2 separate regions of the Mus musculus genome follow, and region 1 is linked to region 2. A link is a contact called in public Hi-C data. All regions are on one chromosome and are shown on one strand. Each heading gives the region's core, a stretch centred on a gene start, on an enhancer-like site or on the middle of the called end of the contact. The rest is flanking DNA. Distances are from core to core; before and after follow the strand shown. Region 1 has its middle 16 kb from the start of Dmac1. Region 2 has its middle 160 kb from the start of Gm26379.

Region 1 (4,866 bases), core at 1,130-3,629, 460 kb after region 2:
CAGTTTCACGTTTAAAACATAAAACAAAGAAACAGACAAAAAAAATCCCCACATGTTAATGGCATAGCTTCATATTATCTGGATAAATGCCAAGGAGCACATCCGGGTTAGTGATGAGCCTTCGTGTAAGGGCTTCAGAGCATATGGCTTCGTTCCACTTGACATTACAGTTTGGGACTATAAACGGTTTGCCAGGCACAAAAGCTTGCACAATTTGACCTGGTTAGATTTTTCTTTTCATTTTGTAACAACATATCTCATCAATGTGAGGTGTAAACTTAGCTTTAATTTAGGCCATGCAGATACCAGTCAAGGGCTAATATAAACTTTTTATTTGCTGCATGTACCCCTTAGTGAAACATTCAGCTGAGGTATAAACCTAAGTCTATACAAGTTTTATTGATTTAAGAAAGAGGCAGAGAATTCTGGATTCTACACAGTGGGTTTTATTTTTAATCAGTCTCCTGACTTTTCTCTGAAAAGTATTACACAAGCTAGACACATTTATGTCTCTTTCCATTGTATTGTGTTAATTGTGATTAAGTAAACTTAGGTCTTTCTTCAATGTTTATTATTTTCCAGGGATTAGACATATTCTCTCATCAGGATAGCAAATGGGGAAATTTGCTAGTGTAGAACAGAGGATGAAAAGCGTGAAAACTCATTAGGCAAAGAGATTATTCTGTCATCACAAACGTCTTTCATTGTCTCAGTAATCCTCCAATTGCTGGACCCTAAGTAGACACAGTTTAATAAATAGATTTTAACTTATGCTAGAGACTAGAGAAAATGAAGAAATTCCTATGGAAAGAAAGGCAAAGAAGTTAAACTGGGCGCCGCCATAGAGGAGAGTGTGAATCCTACTCAGAGACTGAAAGTGAAGGCAACCCAGAGATGTAAGATGTTAGCCCAAACTCCAGACTGTCCACATGCTTACTGGACAGAAATATTTCAGTTTGAGGAGCACTTGGCAAAGAATAGAATGCTTAAAAATGAACCACACTACTCTTTTTGGTTCATCAATAAAAGGAAACATTCTAAGGTGATCATAAGATATCTTGCAACCACTTGAAAGTCAGCAAAAAAATTTAAACTGTAGAATAAAAACCATCACCTAGCTATGATGTTCTTAACAAAGTTTAAGTATAGTGATAAAGAATACTGGTGGGAGTTTCCTTGGAGACCTTGACTCTGTACTAGAAATGTGTTTGGACTCCCAAGAAAGTTACAAAGTAATCCAAAGTATCTCAATGAAGAAAATGTTTTACTTCTGAAGAAGGGTAAGAGTGTTAGCCACATCAAAATAAGTAGGCAAGTACACTAAGGATATCACTGGGTTTTGATTCCTAGGACAGGAAGGTCACTCTAACTCCCTACAGCTCAGCTGCACATTCACAATAGTATAGCTGATAAGCAAAGTGTAGCTGTTCAGATGAGGATGCTGCCTTAAGCACATATTTTGGTTTCAAGAAATGCTGACCTTGGAGAAATTTCAATTTCTGCCAAGCAACTTTAATTTTTTTTAATAAGTTTTGTCTCAGATAACCCTTCAATAGAAAAAGACAGTATATTTTTTTTATTATATTTTCTACATCCTGGAAAAGAGTGAACTATGGAAATGATGTCAGGATTAACTGGTGTCAAGGACACAAAATGACTTTACAGAGTTTATAAAATGTCACCAGATTGTACCTAGAATATATCATATCTTTCTGCACCCAAATGGGACATGCCATGTGACTTCAATTTTAATAAGAAAGGGCTTGAGGCTATTTCACCGCACATTAAGGGCTCAGGGTAGAATATGCATGGAAAGAGCTGCTGTGTTTCAAGTCAAAGATGAGGGGAAATGGACATAGAGTCACCAAAGAACAGTATACAGAATAGTAGGAATGGAAAGGTAGAATGGCTGTCTAGTGAAAAACCAAGACATTCAAAGTGAAAAGGATTGTTTAATAGGAAGAAAGCATGGAGGGATCACTATGGTTATTTGAGGGTTAGTTCCATAGTGGTGATTTTTGAGACACTAACCTGCTCGCACCGGAGAAAGGGCACCCAGGAATACACAAAACATCTTGCCTTAGGATTACACAGTGGTCCCTCTAGAGGGTATCTGTATTTTATAAACACAGATTGCATGCTTCTGAAAGTGTGAAACTCAAAGAAGGAAGCAATAATGGGAGTGTGCTATGAAGTTTCACAGACCTCCCATTCTCTCCCATCTTACTTGATCTATATATAAATAAAGCTGGAAGACGTGAGGGAGGCCATTCTCCTTTCTCAGATGAGGTCGGGTGGAGACAACACTGAACCCAGCGTTTTATTTAGAGCTCACACTAAGGCAAAGCATGTCAGCCCTGCGATCAACTTAGAGAAATAAGCACAAGCATTACAGGAAGCCAAAGCTGCTGTCAATCGCCCTCCTCCCCCTCAGCCCAGGATATATTTAAACCGAGTAATAATGAAACAAACTGGCAGCTGGCACTCTCACAGTGCCAACTTGAACCCCCTCACAAGAAAACTTTTTTTTCTAGGCAGAGTTTTAATTTCTCATCAAATTTTTCATTCGTTGTTTATTTTAAAGTTGCATTTCTGAGTAAAACATTGGAATGAGATGAACAAAATTGCTAACGAAACATGACTTGGACAATTTACAGGTTTTGAATTTTCAAACTTCTGCTACCCAGACATATACAAGGCTTTCGATTCACAGAAATTTGGACAACAGTTCCTCATGGGGTCAGACACCGAATCTTCAAGCAGTCAGCAAGGGGCCCAGGTAGTACCCTATTTAACTATTGGCCTTCTTCTATATCACATTCACTAAATATACATTATTCCTCCAATACAGTCTTGTGGGTGCATCCTTTCATTCTTCACAAGTTAGAAAGCCAAGGCTCAAAAAACCATTTTCTTAGGGAAAGGCAGCTCTCACTGGCTGATACTATCCATACAGCTTTTTGCCTCTGTTGCTATACAGTTCTAAACTTCTGAAAACAGATGATGTGCTCCCACTGAGAATTCATTTTGTATGTTCCTTTGGGATGGATTTTATTCAGCTTTAGAAAAAGGAAGCCTAAACTGATCACTATTTAGAGAAGACACATCTCATTATTTCTTTGAAAACCAACGTAAAAGAAAAAAATGCCACATGATGCCAGATGTTTGAGTTCATGTGATCACATCTGTAGCTACATAGTTCCTGAGACATCTGAAACTACTCTCCTGTCTTCACCTGTTATATGACAACTATGCCTCGAGGTGGGTATTATATGGTAAAGCACATAAATAAAAAACAAAACAAAACAAAAAAAAAGAAGTAAGAAAAACTGTTGGCATGTATTTTACCATCTAAAAAAGAATGCCGCCCTAAATTCAGTAATGGTGTGAATTCTGCAAAGATTTTCATTACCTTGACTTCTCAGTTCTAAAAACATTCTAGGGAAGAAGGAAAAACTAGACTTGGGAGCAGAAGCTGCAGGGCACCTGCTTGCACTAATACATGAGGGCTGATGAACCCACGGGTGGTGCCAACATGTGCCAATGTGTCTCAGCTTGCTCCCTCAGTAACAGGTGTTTGCAGGCTGGCAAATTGGAGAGTGAGCCTCCCCCTCCCAATTTGCCTGTCTTTCACTTGTCAAGGGTTTTGACAGGCATTTTGCAGTTCTCTGTCATACATTTCTAAGCATGGCTGCACAATTCGCTGCTTAAAGCAACCCAAGTCAAAGAACTCTGAGAATGCCATCTCTGGATTTCTATTGGATGGCATGCCTGGGGTGTTGGTAGCCCTTCCCCTGAACATATGTCCCCCTTCACTCACCCTTCCAGTGGGTGGACACTAAATTCAAAAGTTTGTCCACTGGTAAATAGACTTTGATATTGATTCAATGTTCATCTTTGATTTTCATTCCCATTTAAGGATTAAATTAATTACTTCTTTGTTCCCACAAATTATATGTATAAAAAATTATTTTTATCACTGTTGTAATTTAGAGTTAGAGTTCTAACTTTTACCCTATTTGAAGGACCACCAAATGATACTCCAATATATTGGAGGGTATTTGTTGAGAAGAAAATTCAGACATATTAAAAGCATTTTATGAATTACCTCATTCTTTGGCAATTTCACATATGCGTGTAATATATTCTTGACACTACTCATTGCTCCTTTCTTTCTTCCTCTTTCCTCCTCTGAAACCCAGTCCTCCCATTGAGTCATCCTATTTCCATGGCTTTTGTATTGCTCTCATTTTATCTCTGTGACCACACATTTTTAACCAGGGTCATACTTTGAACACAAGTATGGAGAAATCCACTGGAGCAAGAGTACCTCACCTGTGCCTACATCACTTCAAACAATGACTTCCTTTTCCCTAATTGTAATCAACTACCATTAGCTTCATCGTGACTGAACGTCCGTGGTTCAGTCTTGTGCAGGCCAGACAGAGGGAACTGTAGCTTCTGTGAGCGCATGAGTGACATGCCAGCACTCTTAAACCAGTTTTGTACGGCCCTCCTTCTCAATCACTTGGCTCTCATAGTTTCTTCTTTTGCTTCTTTCAAAATGATTTGTAGGTCTTGGCAGAGGTGGATGATACAGGTAAATTGTTTAAGACCAAACACTCAACAGTCACTTATTCACAGTATTTTGACAATGATGTCTATATCACAATGTCTATATCATGCCGTTCACTTCAAAGAGAGACTGAGAACAGCATTACAGCCACATCAATTTTTTTCATATTTTTTTTTTTTTTTTTTAGTAAGAGATCAACAGATGAGCCAGGCAATAAGCCACTCATGGTTTGGGCTGCACTGAACTACACAAGTGTGTGTGTGTGTGTGTGTGTGTGTGTGTGTATAAGA
Region 2 (5,018 bases), core at 1,789-4,288:
GGGGGCCATGTCTATCTACTGAAGGTGGTCTCTTCAGATTCTATCTCCCCTTTGTTGCATATTTTGGCTAAAGTCATCCAGGAATTGTATTAAAGAATTGCAGTATTTTCTTGCAACATTGTCGTTAGACTGCAGGATAGAGGCTTTTTGAGTCAAATCCAGCTGGAATCATCTAAGTCCTGTGTCTTTGTAGTGTACTTGGAAATGGAAGATCCAATATCTTAAGGTTTGATGCCTAGTGCTGTCCTAGGATAAGATAAAATTTCACACCATCTAAATCATGAGAAAATCTGTCAGTGCTCTTGAAAGAACAAGAGAGTTTTGATTGAGGTTAGTAGTGGCAGACAATAGGGATTAGTAGCAGATTGCAGAAAGGACAAGTTACTCTGGACTTAACGCTGCAAAGAGGGTAGAATCTGGGGAAATGGAGCACAGAAATGAGGTGGACTAATCCTCATGCAATAGAGGATTTTATTCAGAGCATCAAGAAAATTATACCCTGAGGGTTAAACAAGGTCACCTGAGTAAATTTCTTAAGAGTTCAAGCTGTATATAACCACAAGGGCAAACTGCATGTGGTAAAACCAAATTTTTCCACAGAGGCAAATAAACAAATATCTATAGCCAGTTGTAATGAATAATCTAAAGTAAACCTACTCTTGTCCAGTAAACACTGGAAGGGTACAAAAAACACATTCCAAGAATTCTACATTTTTGAAGAAACTAAGGTCCCAAGACACTTGTCTTGTTTTCTTGGAGTTTTCTCACATGCATACAATTTCCCTCACAAGACTCCATTCTTGGACCATGTTCTGGCACTTTGTTACTTTTTGTAACTACTGAAGGCTCAGCAAATCCCTGAGAAACATGGAAATATACTTTGCTCCATACTTTCTCATCATAAATAGCAAGGAGATCAGAACCTGGATGGCAGGAAAGTAGCTAGAAAGCCAAAATGTTGTCAGGAAAGAAAGCCATCCTAAGGCTCAGTAGATGAGTACACGTACACATGGCTGCATGTGAGGGCCCATGTGTGTGTGTGTGTGTGTGTGTGTGTGTGTGTGTGTGTCTGTCTGTCTGTCTGTCTGTCTGTGTGTCTGTGTATTTACCTGTGACACAGCTAGGCATAGGCTTGTCTTTCCTCTGTGAGTTCTCCCTTCAGATTCTAAATTCTTTTGAAATGTTCAGCTTTCTTTTAGTTACCTACTGGCCTACAATCTAGTTTCTTTTTAAAAGTTCCTGTTTCCTGTGTAAAACACACACACACACACACACACACACACACACACACACACACACACACAGAGGCCTCCTTTTAAATTGCAATTTCTTTTAGTTTTGAGAATTTCATACATGAATGCAATACACTCACACCCTCCTCCATTTTCCTCTTCTAATTCCTCCCACAGCTATCATGTTTCCTCCCATCTTCATGCCCCCCCTTTTTTTTAAACCATGAAACTTCAAGATCTTGCACAACTGATTAGAAAAGAAAGTAACCCTAAAGGATCTAATAAATATTTATCATTCATATGTCTGTAGGTGGCACTCTTAGCTCTGGTTACAACTCCTCTGGGAGGAAATGAAACTTGCTTTGTGAAAACTGTAGGTGGAAATGAACATGGCTGGCTGACTCTATGGCAGCAGTCACAGGACTAACTCAGTATCCCTTTGATACAAAAAGGGATCTCCATAGTCTAACTCCTTCCACCCACTGCTCATCTTTCAGAGATTCACTCCCTACTTGGATACACCAAGCATATATGGGTCTTTGTTATTTGACTGTACTATGCAATGGTTCAGACTACCCCAATACAAAATTCACAATCACTGCAGCGTTTTGCACTGTTTTACTACTTTTCCAATCAGTGATAATAGCTGAGATGAAAGTACCTTGGACACAATTTCCTTTTTCAAGAGAAAATGTTGAGAAGAATACTAGCTGGAAACCCATATTAATAAACCACTGGGAACTCACTGGAGTGTTTCCCTGATCAGGCATTTGTTTCCAATAGCAAATAGACCAACCGTTCAGTCCTCCAGCCATTTAGTCAATAAGCAAACAAACCAACCAAACATGAAACATGAAGAGGGAGGAGTTTCTAATGGTCTTTCCAGTGTATTTGTAGTGAAAGCAGAAACCAGGAAACCTATAAATGCCCTGACAAACACTGGGGTACCTTGGCAAACTGTGTGGGATGAAGGCACGATTATTGTCATGGTGGTTACAGCATTAAACTCCTCTTAAGGGTAAGTTTTACTTTCTATCCAGGCCAGACTACCCTTAAAGGTGAGAACAGACTTGTGGCTTTACAGTGAGAAACACCATCACAGGAAATATAAGAAAAAAAAAAAAACCCAAATGTGCAAAGCAAAAACTAAAACGAGAAACAGAAACCAGCCTGGAGTTTAGTGTGGGATGATGATTATGAAGGTGGCTTCTACTGAAACCTGTTTCTCTGGGTACAGAATTTCAAAAGAGCACCTGCATATGACCACAACAGGTTGTAAGTTGAGAGTGGCCCAGACAAAACCTAGGACAAAGGGTTTAAATACTGAAGTGAATTTCAAACAGATAAAAAGCTATAATATTCTCTTTGGATTTCTTAGTTTCTGTTCATGTAACGAAAATTTTATCTAGAGAGAAAATGTCTTAGTCTCCTACACCCTTCATTTTCCAGTCATCAGTTTCATCTTGTCAGCACTTCATTCTGTCAAGTTAGTGTGATCTCTCTCTCTCTGTCTCTATCTCACTCTCTTTCTCACATACAAACACACACACGAGAGAGAGAGAGAGAGAGAGAGAGAGAGAGAGAGAGAGAGAGAGAGAGAGAGAGAGAGAGAGAGAGATTCCATCATCTTATTGCTTTTATTAGTGGGCTTCTCATTCTGGGGTCTACTTCAATCCTCTCTTCCAGTTCCAGTGACACATGCAGACTTCTTTCTCAAGTACAGGGTTTCCTTCTTTTGAAGTGTGCAAAGCTCTAAAATATCTACTGATTTGAATATAGATGAAAGGAGTACACAGGCTGCGAGATTGCCTCATATTTGGTACTTCCACTTCCTCTTCTTTTAAAGATGCTGCCTTGCCTGTGGCTTGCCTGCTGGTCCAAGACCCACTTCTCTGTAACCTTGAAAGGCCTTTTGCCTTAAGTCTAAGTGTCTACTTGCCTGAGGGGTTTCTGTAGCTGCAGAAGCATGTCTACTTGAAGTGTCTTGATGTGAGTGCTTAGGAAGCAGCAACCCTTAACCAAAGACAGATGGGAGGAGAGGGATAACGACCTCAGTTTCCTGTGACAGCAAGTATGAATTGTATTTTCAGTCATTCAGTAGGTGTCTGGTGGGAGTGTGTCTTATTTGCCCAAAATAACAGTCCAGCCATTAACTCATTCCATATTGGCTTTTCCTCCCTTCTCCAGATGATTTTATAATTCACTCTCTTGAGTTTTCTGGACTCCTTCTAATATGAGATATACACATCTAACTTGTCAGAGGTCTGGTTTCTAGGAGGAACTTATTCTTTGCAATATAAGTCTAGCTACACACAATATTATTCACTGAACAATATATTATTCACTGAACAAATTCTGTGCTTTTTTTTAAACTTCTGCCAGTATTTATTCTGACCAGAGCACTTTTCCACCTGTGGACTAAACCTCGGCTCACATTAGAAAACTTTATGATTCTTACATCTTTCAAAACATAATCTTCCCTTGTATGGTTTTATTTCTGCTAGTAGACTGGGCTCATTAGGAGAATGTTATCTGTCTATGCACACATTTTAGTATCAGGTTCAACCAGATGTTCCATAAATGGATGTTGATTTATAGGTAAGTGAGTGATCATGAACAGTAATATTTCCTAATCTATATGTCCAGACACTCATTTTCTGTTGTATTACAAGCTGAATGTTTTAAATTCTCAGGTAGTAATATGAAATGCAACTTAGTACACATTTAATATTCAATGGGTTTAAGGATTCTGATCATTCACTCAGTTAATAGACTCTGCAAATCTAAGATTAGAATAGGTTTTTTTTTATTATTATATTACTATGTTTAACTTGAGTCTTAAAACCAAGAGTTGCATCCCTATCTAAATACTTGACATTTCTTCTATATGGTTATAGCTGACTCTCAAAATGTATTTTAGTGATCTCAAAATCTATTCCAGACTCCTCTTTTTTACTACAATTCCTTTTCACCATCCCACATAAACCCGAGTGATTACTGGGATGGCATGGGAAAAGTGCTAAGTAAGTTAAATTTAAAAAGCTGATGAAATATACCATCTGTAACACCCTCCCCCCACAAAGGGACTAACTATCATGTACACTACTCTCTTTTCTTAGACTTTTGGTCACTGAAATGTCCCAAGGTCATCTTACCAGACCTCCTTATCAGAATGAATCCTCTATGAAGAGATAGCTCAGCTGTGGTTTTATGCTGTAGCCTAGGTTGTTTTCATCACAAGTGATTGATAGAAGACTAATTGATAGTCAGAACTCAACAGCTAACTGCTGACAAGGCCCAAAATATCCTAATTCAGTGGTAGTAACTGAGACTGAATTGTTAACAGCCTGTATCCAACATAGTATCTTCTGGGTTCAGGGATGTATGTGTGTGTGTGTGTGTGTGTGTGTGTGTGTGTGTGTGTGTGTGTGTGTGTGTGTGTATGTGTGTGTGTGTGTGTGTGTGCTTGTGTGTACCCACAAAGATCCAGGAGAAAATAAGATTGTAGCTTTTAGTATCCTCGAAAAAAGATATCATCTATAATTTTTTAAAATCTCTATCACATAGTCCAGAGTCAGGTCAAAGAGGGTTTGATTTTAGATTTTCAAAAAAAAAATTCTTTACTATGGCTTCCTGTTTACTTCTTAGGAGTTGAAGAATCAACTTCTTTGATTTTCAGCAGTAATGTCATTTCTTTCTCTCACCTCAAATAAAAATAAGATATAAGCAAAGGTATCCTATGTTTTAGAATTATGATAGCATTTGTTTCTTTCTTCCTAACTCTGT

The links. Hi-C and Micro-C count contacts between places; a contact is called where the count stands out from the background.
Region 1: a contact with region 2 is called in a Hi-C map of centroblasts, with 3 times the contacts expected there. The contact joins two enhancer-like sites. A contact is called at or near these places in 1 of 39 promoter capture datasets (the C10 cell line) and 1 of 484 Hi-C or Micro-C datasets (centroblasts).

Annotation. Positions count from the first base shown.
Region 1 is chr4:75,260,207-75,265,072 of GRCm38.p6, forward strand. No RefSeq gene overlaps it. Among named protein-coding and RNA genes, the nearest start is that of Dmac1, 16 kb to the right of the region's middle. Within about 2 kb of position 2,380, at least 36 of the 459 cell types and tissues checked have an H3K27ac peak or open chromatin away from gene starts, as enhancers often do. A contact at or near this core is called in centroblasts, where this site is marked.
Region 2 is chr4:74,795,318-74,800,335 of GRCm38.p6, forward strand. No RefSeq gene overlaps it. Among named protein-coding and RNA genes, the nearest start is that of Gm26379, 160 kb to the left of the region's middle. Within about 2 kb of position 3,039, at least 6 of the 459 cell types and tissues checked have an H3K27ac peak or open chromatin away from gene starts, as enhancers often do. A contact at or near this core is called in centroblasts, where this site is marked.